3 separate regions of the Mus musculus genome follow, and regions 1 and 2 are each linked to region 3. A link is a contact called in public Hi-C and HiChIP or PLAC-seq data. All regions are on one chromosome and are shown on one strand. The core of a region is the stretch at or near the end of the contact, and the rest is flanking DNA. Distances in the headings are between cores, read along the strand shown. Region 1 holds the start of Lactbl1 (lactamase, beta-like 1). Region 2 holds the start of Htr1d (5-hydroxytryptamine (serotonin) receptor 1D). Region 3 overlaps Luzp1 (leucine zipper protein 1).

The links. A called contact is a pair of places that touch in the nucleus more often than the background predicts. HiChIP or PLAC-seq counts read pairs in DNA pulled down with a chosen protein or histone mark.
Region 1: a contact with region 3 is called in a Hi-C map of stem cell-derived neural progenitor cells, with 2.1 times the contacts expected there. The contact joins the promoter of Lactbl1 here to the enhancer-like site in region 3. A contact is called at or near these places in 20 of 39 promoter capture datasets (the 3T3-L1 cell line, 3T3-L1-derived adipocytes, the C10 cell line and 15 more), 50 of 484 Hi-C or Micro-C datasets (3T3-L1-derived adipocytes, 8-cell embryo, B cells and 26 more), 4 of 115 datasets of contacts at active chromatin or transcription factors (the 230-238 cell line and embryonic stem cells) and 5 of 9 other capture datasets (adipose tissue, embryonic stem cells, liver and 2 more).
Region 2: a contact with region 3 is called in an H3K4me3 HiChIP or PLAC-seq map of stem cell-derived neural progenitor cells, with 3 times the contacts expected there. The contact joins the promoter of Htr1d here to the enhancer-like site in region 3. A contact is called at or near these places in 19 of 39 promoter capture datasets (the 3T3-L1 cell line, 3T3-L1-derived adipocytes, the C10 cell line and 11 more), 3 of 484 Hi-C or Micro-C datasets (the F1.1 cell line, bone marrow-derived macrophages and embryonic retina), 5 of 115 datasets of contacts at active chromatin or transcription factors (embryonic stem cells and stem cell-derived neural progenitor cells) and 5 of 9 other capture datasets (adipose tissue, embryonic stem cells, liver and 2 more).

Annotation. Positions count from the first base shown.
Region 1 is chr4:136,620,814-136,625,079 of GRCm38.p6, reverse strand. Lactbl1 (lactamase, beta-like 1) reads right to left here and starts at 2,459. Exons shown (of 8, transcript NM_001243262.1): 1 at 2,339-2,459; 2 at 1,723-1,795. The coding sequence starts at 1,734.
Region 2 is chr4:136,422,442-136,426,845 of GRCm38.p6, reverse strand. It overlaps Htr1d (5-hydroxytryptamine (serotonin) receptor 1D), which reads right to left and starts at 2,234. Exons shown (of 2, transcript NM_001285484.1): 1 at 2,096-2,234.
Region 3 is chr4:136,546,617-136,551,134 of GRCm38.p6, reverse strand. It overlaps Luzp1 (leucine zipper protein 1), which reads right to left. Exons shown (of 5, transcript NM_024452.2): 5 at 1,817-4,518. Kdm1a (lysine (K)-specific demethylase 1A) reads left to right here. Exons shown (of 20, transcript NM_001347221.1): 20 at 102-602. The coding sequence ends at 287. Among named protein-coding and RNA genes, the nearest start is that of Kdm1a, 54 kb to the left of the region's middle. Within about 2 kb of position 2,479, at least 36 of the 459 cell types and tissues checked have an H3K27ac peak or open chromatin away from gene starts, as enhancers often do. A contact at or near this core is called in hippocampal neurons, neural progenitor cells and stem cell-derived neural progenitor cells, where this site is marked.

The sequences.
Region 1 (4,266 bases), core at 1,210-3,709, 74 kb before region 3:
ACTTGGGTGGGGTCATTTCTGTGGTCTGTCATTGATGCTTTTTCTGGGGTAACTAAGCGTTTGTTCGAGTCTCCCCAGGAAATTTCACATAACAGCAGTGAATCCCAGGTGTCGCCCTTTACATCTGACAAGGTGACTTGCATCTGAAAGCTCCCTTCCTTGTCCCCGACCTTTCTCCTGAGCAGTCACTAGGCACCCGGAGCTGTACCAGGTTTCTGGGGTGAGGCAGTGAGCCGGCTGGAGGGATCTCCACCCTCTTGGAGCTGGTACCCGAATAGTGCCTGCTGTCTGTGGGAACAGAGCGTCTAGGAGCTGTACCAGGTAACTAAGCGTTTGTGAAAACACATTTTTCTCTGTGTTTATGAATGCACGTGTGTATGCACGCATGTGTGTATGTGTGCATGTGTGTGTATGTTTGAATGTATGTGTGCATGTGTATATAAGTGTATGTGTGCGTGAGTGTATATGTACATGTGAGCATGTGTGTATGTGTGCATTTATGTATGAATGTATGTGTATGTGTGCATTTGTGCATGTGTGTATGTGTGTGCATGTGTGCATTGTGTAAGTGTTCATGTGTGCATGTTTGTATGAATGTATGTATGCAAGTGTATGTGTATATGTGTTCATGTGTGTGTGTGTATTTGTGCATGTTTGTATGAATGTATGTGTGTATAAATATATGTGTATGTGTGCATGTGTGTATGAATAGATGTGTATATATGTGCATGTGTGTGTGCATGTGTGTATGTATGTGTACATATGTGTGTATGCATGTGTACATGTGTATATGTGCGCACATGTGTATGTGTACGTGTGTGTATGTGCGCACATGTGCATTGTGTATGTATGTGTACATATGTGTGTATGCATGTGTACGTGTGTGCATATAGAAGTCAAAAGTCAACATCAGATACCTTTCTCCATTATTCTTGTTTTTTGAGGCGGGATCTCCAGCTGGAACATGAGGCTCTGTGACTAGAGGAAGCCGACTGACCAGAGAACTCCAAAGAGCTGCCTGTCCCTGCCTCCCCGGCACTGGGATTGAGGGTACGAACCACTGCCCCTCAGGTTTTTTATATAGTACTGGGGATTGAACCTGGGTCTTTGAGTACTTTACCAAGTGAGCCATCTCCTAGCTACTTATAACTTTTCAAAGGCCTGAACCAACCAAATATCCTTCAATGATGAATGAAAATATGACTCATAGGTCCATGCAATCGAATGTTACATAGCAACATAAAGAATAGAGTATCTATATATATAATAATATGTATAAATCTTAAATGCACTGTGCTAAGTGAAATAAATAAACCATTCTCAAACGCGGACGGATTGTAGCATCATTTGTATAACACTCTGGAAAGGGCAACAAACAGAACCTGAGCTCAGCTCTGCACCTTCCAGCTCTGGACAAATGACTTCACCTCTTGAAGCCAGAAGACTGCCCCTCCCCCCGGGAGAGCTCAGGTGAGCCCCTACAGAGCTGTGCAGGAAGCATGGATCGATTGGCAAACAAGTTGTGTTACAATAACAAGTGTTAGCTCAACTGTCATAGTTGCTTTACTTGTTCCAGAGAGAAACAAGCAAGAGCAGAGGCTCCGGTGGGGAAGCAGGTGAAGCAGCCAGGGTGGGAAGGAGGGCAGAGTCACTGAGCAAGCAGCTGAGGAGGAGCTAGGGATGTTGACCAAGAAAATGTGTGACTTCCTGATTGGGACTCACCCGAGTCTTCATCTTCCTTAGGGCATGGAAGATTCCAGCTCCTTGAGGATTCTGGCCTGCAGCGCAGGAAACCCTGTGGACAGGAAACTAAGAGAAGCAAAGGCAAGAAGAAGTGGGAGCAGTGGGGAGACAGGGCCCGGAGAGATGGCTCAGAGCTTAAGAGCACTGCTGCTATTTCAGAGGATCTGGGTTCAATTCCCTGCATCTACATGGTAGCTCACAACCATCTATAACCACAGTTTCTGGGGTTCTGACACTCTCCAGGGATGCCAGACCTACCCATGATACAAGCATAAATGGGGAAACATACATACACATAAAATTAATAATAAAGACATGTCCTGGGAGAAGAAGGGACAGAAAATAGCTAGAAAGGGGGTAAAATGAGGATGGTGGGGAAGGAGGACCCCACTTCCCAAGCTCAGAAGCCTGGCTGATTCGCAGTGCCTGATTGTCCAGGACTATCCTGCTTCTTGCACTAGAAGACCCAGAACCCCTTCTATCTCAGGCAAACCTGAAGGAGGGCACCAAACCTACCCCAAATCTACCAGCCTCTAATTCCAGCTCCTTCCCCCACAACCATCTGCCAGGCCCCAGACTCTCACATTTTACCTACTTCCAGAAGGATCTAATGGAATCCACAATTCAGCTCTTTCAACCGGGATCCCTGTGTTTCAAGGGTCTTCCTGAACGCTCAGCATGAGCTTTGCCCAAACTGCCAGCAGCCGTGACAGATGTGGCCCTCATTTCTCCAGCTCTAATCCCTCGCTGTCCTCTGCCTAGAGGATTAGCTTCCCAGGAGCCCTGGCAGCAGGGAAGCTGGGCAGATGTATCAGAGTGCCGGACATCTATGCCATGTGACCACAGAAGCTATAGTCCGGGGGCATGAAGAAACTCAGGAAAAGAGGTGACAAAAGACAGCTACCAGGATCTGACCCTCAGGCCCTTAGAACCCTTTTCCAAGCTCAAACCAGTTCACCAGTCACCTCTGAGAACACAGGTGTGAGCCTTTCTATTAAGTGCCCAGGAGAGCCACTGTTACCTGGAAGTGAGACTCTCTCGGTTTCTTTGTAAATGAGGACAATAATGACTACAGCTAATTAAGTAGGAGAGTGCTTCTAAGGCAGAAGCCCGTGACCTGCCCCTAGGAGGGGCTGGCTCTGCCAAGGCTGGCACTCATGACTTGGCTCTGGTATCAAACTCCCAATCTGGTCCAAAGGCTGACTTTAGATTTTTTTTCTAAGTCTAAGAAAATCTAAGACTGACTTAGATTTTCGGGAATGTCAGAGGACAACTCGCAAGAAGTGGTTTTCTCTTTCCACTGTGTGGGTCCCAGGGATTGAATTCAGGTCATCAGGCGTGGTGGCAAGCACCTCTACCTACTGAGCCATCTTACAGGCTGTCTGTGTCTTTGATCTGCACAGGAACTGCAGGAAGAAGAATCTAGCTTGTCACACTTTCCATCCATCCAAAGGAGCTGATATTCAAAGTTCCCAGGAAGAGCAAGGGCTAAGATTGGAACACAGGACACAGGTCCCCCTCCCCTGGTCCCCAAAGCCTTCCTTATATCTCCATCTGACTGACTATGAGGTCGTCGGGGGGTGGGGGGGTGGCATGTCAAAGCTAGGACTGATGATCTGAGTCAGATAGTTTACTGCAAGGGCCTGCAAGACTTCCCTTAGGGGACCCACCCATGTCTCAATGACTCCACTGTCTTCTGTGGCACTCCTCCTGGATACTCAAGTTGACCCAGCTTCTGGAGGCAGGTGTTTCTCCCTTGTAAATCCGGATTATTTCCAATTCAGCTAGAAGAGAATCCACACCATGTCATATAGCAAATCACCACTAGATGGCAGAAGGTGTACATGGAATGTCCCAGCTTGCTCTTCCTTTAAAGGTATTTTACTGGAGAATTGGTCTTCAGGTTCTATACCTGTGAAACAAGAAAGATCAAACACACACACAGACACAGATACACATTCATATACATACACACACATACTCACATACATACAAAGAAACACACCAGCACACACACATATATACACACATACACACACACACTAGCACATAAACACACACATACACACACTAGCACATAAACACACATACTCACAGCCACACATATATGCACACATATATACACTTGCACACAGTCACACACTCACATATACACTCATACTCACAGAGATACACATAAACATGCACATACACACATGTACCAGCACACACACGTACACATATATACACACACAGCACATACTCACAGACACATATACACACATACACACATACCAGTACATATACATACACATAATAGCACACACATACACACATATACACAATCACACACATACACACACACACACACACACACACGTACATACACATATACACACTCACAGAGTCACACACTCATACACATGCAGAGATACATGTAAGCATACACATATATACACATACACAATGTGCCAGCACCTGTGTGCACACATGCGTGCTCTCTCTCTCTCTCTCTCTCTCTCACACACACACACACACACACAC
Region 2 (4,404 bases), core at 985-3,484, 120 kb after region 3:
CCCAAGAGTGCTCTAGGCTGGAGACATCCACCTATGAGTCATGTGCTCAGGGGTGGTATGGAGAGCCCGAGGGAAGGTGAGATCACCCAGGGAAAGAGGGTCTACCATTCGGGGAGGAGGGCCCAGGGCAGCAGGGCACCCAGTGCTGGGCATACGAAGATGAGCCTGCAAAAAAAAAAAAAAAAACAAAAAACAAAAAACAAACAAACAAAAAAAACCAACAAAGAGGAATATGTGGCCACAGTGTTCACTGTGGAGGGGGAGTCAGGGGGATGGGGACACCTTAAATTGGATCTGGCTTCCTGTATGTTGACCTTGGACCCTGTGGGCCTGCTGTGAGCCATCTCAACAAGGAGGGCTCCCTCTCAGGTCTGGGAATGCCAGCCTCAGAACATATTTCTGTCTGTGTTCATATCACCCTTGCCAAAAAGAAACGTTATCCATCCAGAGAGAGAAGGGACCACAGCAGATCCACTCTCTATCAGGGAGATAGTAAAGGCAAAGAGCCATCTTTATATTCCTGGTCCTGTCATCGGATAGAGAAGAGTGGGGGCCCTAGACCCTGCCACTTATACCTACTGGCCTGGACTCCAGCTTCCAATGGAGTCCTGGTCTCTTGAATAAAGCCCACTTTCTGCCAACCAACTGGGAAATATCAGTGATCAAAGCTCAGCTGCCCAAGTGGCCAGCTTGCTGTTGTCATAAAAGGACCATTATAGGAAGGGCTGAGAGTCTAGCCAATGTCACTGGCATGTAGAGGAAAGCACAGACCTGCAACACAAATGCCACTAGAAAACACCATAAGGTGTTCTCAGCCTTCCTGATGCTGCCGCTCTTCAACACAGTTCTTCATGTGGTGGTGACCCTCAACCATAAAATCATTATTTTTTTGTTGCTACTTCATAATTGTAATTTTGCTACTTTTATAAATCATAATGTAAGTATCTGTGTTTTCTGAACTCTTAGGCAACCCGCACCCCCACCCCCGTGAAAAGGTCGGTCGAGTCTCAAAGGGGTTGAGACTCAGAGTTTGAGGACCACTGCCATAAAGCAATTCCCAAGATGAGATCTGAGGTTGCTACTACAAAGCCTGGCGAGGAAGGCCGAGTTCCTGTCTGAGGTCAGATGTAATACTAGGCAGTGATTCCATTTGATTTTGCAAAGCAAACCTGGAGTGTGGTCGTTGTCACTCTCGTTTCATATAGGAGGGAGCCAATGCTCAGAGGACTAAGCAGCTAAGCAAGTAGCCAGGGCTAGTTTGCTAATGTGGCCAGCCTGAGAGTATTAGGATCTTAATCTCTGATGGTCCCCAAACCCAGCGAGTGGGAGCAGGTGGGGGTGGGGGTGGGGGTGGGGGCCGGGCCGGGGGCGTTGAGTATTACATTCTACAAGTACTGAGACTTTGGGCAAGATTTTTGCCACCTTCTTCCCATCTGCAATAAAGCCAATCTCCCTGAGCTCTCTGCAGTTCTGATGTTGCTCGAAAAGCTAGGATTTGCAGAGAACTTTACCGCGTATAAAAAGGCATCCACGGTCTCTCACCCACTCCCACCAATCCGCAGTGAAGGGAAGCGTCCTCTCCATTTGAGAGATGTGCACACTGAGGCTCAGAGAGAAGCAGTGACCTGCCCAAGGTCACAAGCAAGTCAGGGCCCTTTCCAAACCCGAGCTCCAAACTGGACGCTCCTTCAAGTCCCCTCCCGTACTGGCGTCACCCCTGACCTGGCCGGTAGAGGGCTCCCCGATTCCCTAGGCCGTCACCGGGGCCACCTGGGGGTAGACGTTTCACCTCGGGCCGAGGTGGGGGGGCACTCTTGTCCAGTGGGATCTTCCCAGAGCGCGGGACACGGAGGACGCTCTCCCAGGGTCCCGCAGCCTCCCCTGGGGAATCCCTCCACCCACCCCACGATCCAGGGCTTTGGACAACCATCCGGGATGCTCCCTTCGGGCCCCGATGGTCCTTTGGGACCGTCTTTCCGTGCGCTCCTGTCCCGTCCGAGAGGCGCACAGAGGCGGGACGCCAGGTGACCCATCAGGACCCGCCCGGCTAGGCTCAGCCCCGCGAGGCTGCGACGCCCCAAGCTCCCGCGCTTACCAGCTCCCTGCCGGGAGGTACGGAACAACGCCGTGGGCGCCTCGCACCCCTGAGGGCTGCAGCCCGGCCTCCTCCACGACCCCCGCTGAGCTCCGGGCGCCGCCGCCCTCCGCGCCTGCAGCTCGGGCTCCGGGCTCCTGCCCGCGCCCGCCGCTGCTCCGTGCTCTGCTCCCCGGCTCCTCCCCCGCTGGGCTCGCTCCCCACTCGGCCTCCCGCCCACAGCAGGGGAGGCCCGCCCGGAGCCCCTGCCCCAACCCCACGGTAGGAGGACGCAGGGGATGCGGGTGGAGGAGGCCCACCTGTAGGAAGGAATGGACTGTCCGGGGAAAGTGGACCGTGCCTAGACTCCATCCGCGGGTTCCTCACAAGCTGAGTCTCCCGCCCCCTACCTTTAATTTAGCAAGTATTTATCGATCTGCTTTATATCTGCACCGGCTATGCACTGGGCTTAAAACCATTGTGCAACCCCCGCCCCTTGGGGCTCACGTTCTACTGGGGCGGATACGATGTACTTAATGAGATGACAGATGTTTCAGGAGGAAAATAAAGCAAGAAAGGAGGTGGGGAGTGGACAGGGTGGTCGGAGGCGGTGGGAGGGCGGGGGAGGGGAGAAAGTCTCACCGGGAAAGCAGCCTCTCAGGACAGACCGGAGGTAGGAAGCGTCCCGGCCACACACCAGAGGTGGAATGAGTACAGTTTCCTGCTGGGCAAGCAGAGTGATCCCAAAGTTGGGGCAGCAGATATGACCGCCAGCTCCCTTATTCAGCGTTTAGTAGGGGCTGCGGATGTAGAGAGCCAGAAAAAGAAAGAGAGAGAGAGAGAGAGAGAGAGAGAGAGAGAGAGAGAGAGAGAGAGAGAGAGAGAGAGAGCTGAGTTCAAAGACAGGGAGGGCAAAGACTCCTGCTTGACCAGGTTCCTTACAGCTCCGGTGGACCTGGCCTTCCGTGTCCTTGCCCACCCACTGTGTCTCCTTACTGTTTGTATATTCTCATGTCTTGTTATCACCAGCATCCACCAGTAGACTGGTTATGTGTTCTTGATGAATTGACCCTATTAGCATCATGAAGTGACCGCGACTCTTCATCCCTGGTAAAAGTTGTGTCTTTGAGTCTCCTTTGGGGGGGAGTGCATAGGGAGATCCGGAAACACCCACCAGCACCCACACAGCTGTTTGACATCTGGCACACCAGCACACTGAGAACTCAGCAGCTATTCCACGCCTTGCTTGCAGCGTCCTTCCGTGTCCTTCTATTTGCGCCAAACTCTCTGCCCACCTGGCCCTCCCCTTCCGCCCCCACCCCTTGCTCTCCTGGTCTGTCATTTGTGATTGGCTTGGAGCCTCCATCTCTCTCAGTCTCTCTTTTTTGGAAGGCTGTGATCAATGGTCATTAATAATGCAGAGGTTCTTTTTGTCTTAGCGCAGATCCCAGGCAAATAAATCCACGGCATGAATAGACAGGAGTTATGGGCAGCCACACCTCAATCAGCCGTCTCTCCTCTCTTTAGGCCCTTGGCTCTTTCCCCACACTGGAGATGGGGAGATTGAGCAATGCCAAACATAGGTGGCCTTAATATAGGCTGTGCTACTAGTGTCCTGGCTGAACCCCTGTGGAGGGCCAGAGGGTCCTGATACACAGCCCAGCATGGCAGCTGCCAAGGTCCTACCCTGAGGTCTTGCAGCTGAAAACTACATACTTTAGAGTAGACAGTGGCATGTCACGAGTGTGTGTGTGTGTGTGTGTGTGTGTGTGTGTGTGTCTTTTATCTGAAGCAGCCCTGGGGAAAGATATGCGCAACATAGCTCAGTTGGAAGCATACTGGCCTAGCATGCACAAACACCTGACTTCAACACCCAGCATCTAATAAACAAAGAGTAGCGGCACATGCCTTAATCCCAGCACTAGGGAAGATTAGAAGTTCAAGGTCACTGGCTACATTCACAGGGAGTCTGAGCCCAGTCTAGACTCTATGAGACTGTCTCAAAATAATGATGATGGTGATGATGGTGGGGGGGTGGGGGGGAAAGAAGAGGAAAAAAGGAGGAAGAGGAGGAGGAGAAAGGGAAGAAGAAAGGACAGGAGAAAAGGACACACCTAAAGCAATCAATACCTTCTAATAGCACCTGCTTATAGAACTGCTCAGGGCAATGTTGATGGAAATAGCTATGTGTATGGAGGGAGTTCACTTCAGATTCTCAGTCCTTCCCGGGACTAGCATTTGTGCAAAGTGCCATCTCTGCCGCCCCCCCCCCCCCCGGGAGGAAACCTCCACACAGCTGGGGAGAGCAGAATGTGGGAAGCAGAAGCAGA
Region 3 (4,518 bases), core at 1,230-3,729:
GGTAGCAGATAGGTCTTCAAAAGTCAACAGGAATTTAGCGATTTGAACACAATAAAGTTATGTTTGCAACTTGGTGATTCCCCTACCTCTATCCCCACTAGCCAATCCCAAGACTCTTCTTTGCTGGAGAACACACAATCCGGAACTACCCAGCTACAGTCCATGGTGCTCTGTTGAGTGGGCTTCGAGAAGCAGGAAGGATTGCCGACCAGTTTTTGGGAGCCATGTACACTTTGCCTCGTCAGGCCACACCAGGTGTCCCTGCACAGCAGTCCCCAAGTATGTGAGACAGATGGTTCTGAACAGAGAGATCCAACGGCATGTCATCTGCCACGTAAGCAAGCTCTTCTAGCAATACTAGATCCTACTGAGAAACTCCATGTCATCAGCTACTGGGACTCCTAGTTTGACAGCAGAGGCTGGCTCCTTTGGCTGACAGCAACTTACCCATTGATTTGGAAGTACAGCTCCATAAAGACTGCTCGAGAAGCAAGTGGTGTGAGATAACCTCTTAGTCTATGGTGTTTGTTTGTTTTTGTTTTTTTTTAATATATTTTGAGAATAAAACTTTAAAATAATTTTATATGAAAATTTATTTTTAATTGTGTGTGTGTGTGTCTATGTTGGAATGCACATTTAAAGTGGGTGCCTGTGGAGGCCAAAGGCGCTGGTGCTGGTCACAGGTGGTTCTAAACCATCCAAACCACCATAGTTGTTGGGAACCAAACTCAGGTCCTCTGCAAGAAGAGTGTGGTTTTATTTAACCATTGAACCATCTCTCTAACTTTTGGATCTTTTGGATTAAAGTTGTATATACACAGTACACAAGTGCTGCTCCCTTGGAAATGCAAAATCCTACCTCTGGCAATAGCTCATCTGTTCTCTCCCTGTCTGTGAGGAGGGTCCGAGGGCTCTCCTACACATGCAGCACCTTTTTTAAAGCTTCTTTTTTAAAGCTTTTTGTGTATCAGTGTTTGCCTATGTGGGTTTGGTGCCCATGAGCCTTCATTTGGGTGCTAGGAACCAAACGTGTTCTCTCCAAGAGCTGCAACTGCTCTTAACCATGGAGCTCTCTCTCCAGCCCCACTATAGTTCTTAATGGCAGTCTATTAAATGAAAGGTTACATGGGAATGTTTCTTTGCACTTCTCATGTGCTGGTGATCATGTGTTGGCATAGAGCACCTTGTAATTGAACTGTCTCCTCTATAGCTGCTATAATAGTACCTATACCCCAAATATAATCTCCCCATCTCTAAATATAGTATCTGTAAAGTCTTCACTGCTATAGTGGTGTGTGTGGGGTGTGTGTGTGTGTGTGTGTGCGCGTGCATACTCAGATCTTGTGCCTTGAACTCAAGATCTTTTTGCCTCCATGTACTGGGATTATTGGTCTGCATCACTATACCTAGCTCTAAATGAAGCTGAGTTAAGGAACATTATTCTGGGTTTGGTTAGACGATGAAAATGGAGTGGGGGCTTTTCTCCTAATCTCCCCGTGTGACAGCAATAGAAAAATGATGTTAGAGATGGAAGGGTGATTTCTGGCACAGTAAATGGCAGATGCTTTTAAGACAAGGTCTCACTGTGTAGACCTGGCTATCCTAAAACTGTTGGGATTAAAGGCATATAATTTCAGAGAAATTCTCTTTGACAACAGACAAGGCTAAAAAGAAAATAGAGCAAAGAGTTAGCTGCTAGTTTTAACTCTGTATTTTGCCTAAATTTGTGAAATGCTATACCAGCAGTACCAATTCAGAGATAACAGCTGTTTCCAGAAATTATATTGACAAAATTGGCATCACTGACTCAAAGGAGCATATAGAAACAAGGGAGCTTTATTGGTTACAATATTGTGCTGCAGAGCCAACAGAGAGCATTACAGCCAAAGGATACATGCAGACAGGCAGCTTCAACTATACACATGCACCCAAGGAGCCCTGAGCCACTGCCTGTGGCTGTGCCCTGCTTTCCAGAGGCAGGTTCTGGCCTCTCTGGTCCCGTGCTTGGAGCAGGAATGTAGAAGCTGCTGCACCTAGACTCCAAGGGGCAGAGGTGAAGCCAGAGCCACCTGCCTGGGCAGGTGTAGACCAACAGCTGAGGCCCCAGCAAAGGACCTATCATGCGTAAGTTTATTTAAGGGCTATCTACCTTTCTAGCCCTCTCAATCTTTAAAATACAAAAAAATAGACTTTATTCTCTTAAAAATACATTCCATTCAATACATGTTCTGAGCTGTGAAGCAGCAGGAAAATAGGACCTCTTTCCTATGACTCTGGTTGAGGTGGTAGAGGAGAACCCTGTTCCCCATTCAGGGTGTTTAAAAGATAATCCCTAAAAAGCAGCTCTTACAAAGCATTCTTTGTCAGAATAGAAACCCATGCCAACAAAGGTGGCCATGGGCCAGCCTCTGAGTCCCTGTTCCTTTACTGACCCATTAAATCTAAACAACTAACACAGCCCAGGACAAGAAATCCACTATTGCTCTAGGCACCGGCCCCTGCCACTTGAGAGGGATGGCTGGTGTGCAAGCTTGCCTGTAGCCTTGGTCCCACACAGATCTCTTCAACTCATTTGAACTGTCTCACTGCCTCAGAGTTGTCTTAGCTTCCTGGCCTGCCACCCTGCAGCCTTTTCTGATTGTTTCAATACCAGAGTAGCTGGTAACAGCAGCAAGTGGAAGATAGCAGTTCCTGGCATGTAGCCAGCTCTTCATCCTCCAACCAAGCATATCCAGGACCAGGTTCCTGTACTCAGAACTCTCATAGACTCCTGACCTGCTGGCTCAATTTAGCCACCTACCCAAACTTTAGAGAAGCACTGTCAGGAAAGTGGGTCTTTTAGTGGGGAATATTTGGCTTGATTAGACAATGGTTTGAATACCAGTCTCCCTTCTATGTGGAGGCTTCCTGCAGCTTCTGGCTTGGGCCCAAAGGTTACATCTTGGTGTTTTCAGAAGTGATATGTCTTTCGACCTTGAAATCAGAGTCAGTCTAGCCATCCATATGAGGCCCAAGGGGACTTGAACCCTCTAGCCTCCATTTGCTTGGTATAAACATTTGCAATGCTGAAGGTATTTAAAAATAAAATCTACTTTATGGCAGGACTACAAAGTGTGCAGACTAAAGAAACAAAATATCCTGAAATAATTGTTACAATCAAATGCTATTGCACTCAGATTTTCAAAATGGCATCCCACAGCTGTCCCTTTTCCACAGAACATTTCAAATAGCAGCAGGTGTTGGTGCTGCTAAAATGTGGAAAGATCCAGACTTTGGCACCAGGAGCTACAGCACCAGAAGAATCCAGGGCTCAACACCCAAAGACAAAAATTATTGACGAGATATTTTGAGGCAGGGCTTGGTGCCCCTCTGTTTTTATCAGCAGAGAAGAGCCACAGACTTAATTTCCTATACTCTTCAGTGGACCACCACAGGGGTCTGTTTCCTTTTAACTCTCAGGGCTGCCAATTGGTACAGGAGAGTGGCAGGGGGCACTGCAAGTGAGAGGTTGCAGCCTTGAATTAAGGAGTTTCTGGCCAGTAACCTAAAAGCAGCAGCAGGAACAGATCTTGAAAACACTATCTTAGTTGTCTATCAAGTTGGGATGTGGAGGCAAGACACATGGCAATGCCCTCAGGTTAGCAAAACTCCATTAAAACAGAAGTGCTAGTTATTCCTGTCCCTTGGGGGCTGGGGGAAGCAAACAAACAAAACATGGTAGATCTCCCCACACCCTGGCAGGATGGCTGAGTCTGATGCAGACAAGGGCAGATAAGTGCCAGTGTGTGTGTGCTAAGAAGGGTGAAGGGAGACTACTCAGTCCTCCTGAGGATGTCCTGTGTCTTCCCTGTGGCCAGGAAATTCACAGGAAAGGCACGGGAACAGGAATCAAACAGACTTACGTTATAAAAAGCACCTAGCTTGAAAGCCAGGAAATGTGGCACTGGGCAAGAGCCACATAAACCTGAGACCACCCAATCCAATCCCTTTACCTCATTGAAAACAGGCCTTACAGACTCATCCCCATGACAGACACATGAGGAAAAGAGAAAAAAGACCCAGAAACAACTGAAGGCAGAAAGATGTTCCCCAGACTCATGTGGACATCACCTTCCAAAACCAAGAGTCAGCTCACACTGATGGGTGAAACAAGTGTAGAACACAAAGTTAAGGCCTTAAGAGGTCATCCACTCTATAGAACTCATTCTGAGCTGGGAAGCAGCAGTGGCAGAACACCTGCCTTGCACACCAGGTCCTATGCTCAATCCCCAGCATGCATCTGCAGGTGACACATGGGTACACATGCACGCAACCAACAAAGAACTCATTTTAAAGATAGGGAAAACTGAGGCTTCAAGAAGACTTGCCAAAGATCACAGAGCAAGGAATGACAAAGCCAGGAGGGGTGGGGAAAAGTGGCTTTCCAAATTCCTAGTCTAGTGATAAGGCAATGACATCTACTTCACAAAGGTAGCCAAAGAGGATCCCTTTGAGTTGAAACAATGCTTCAGAAGATTC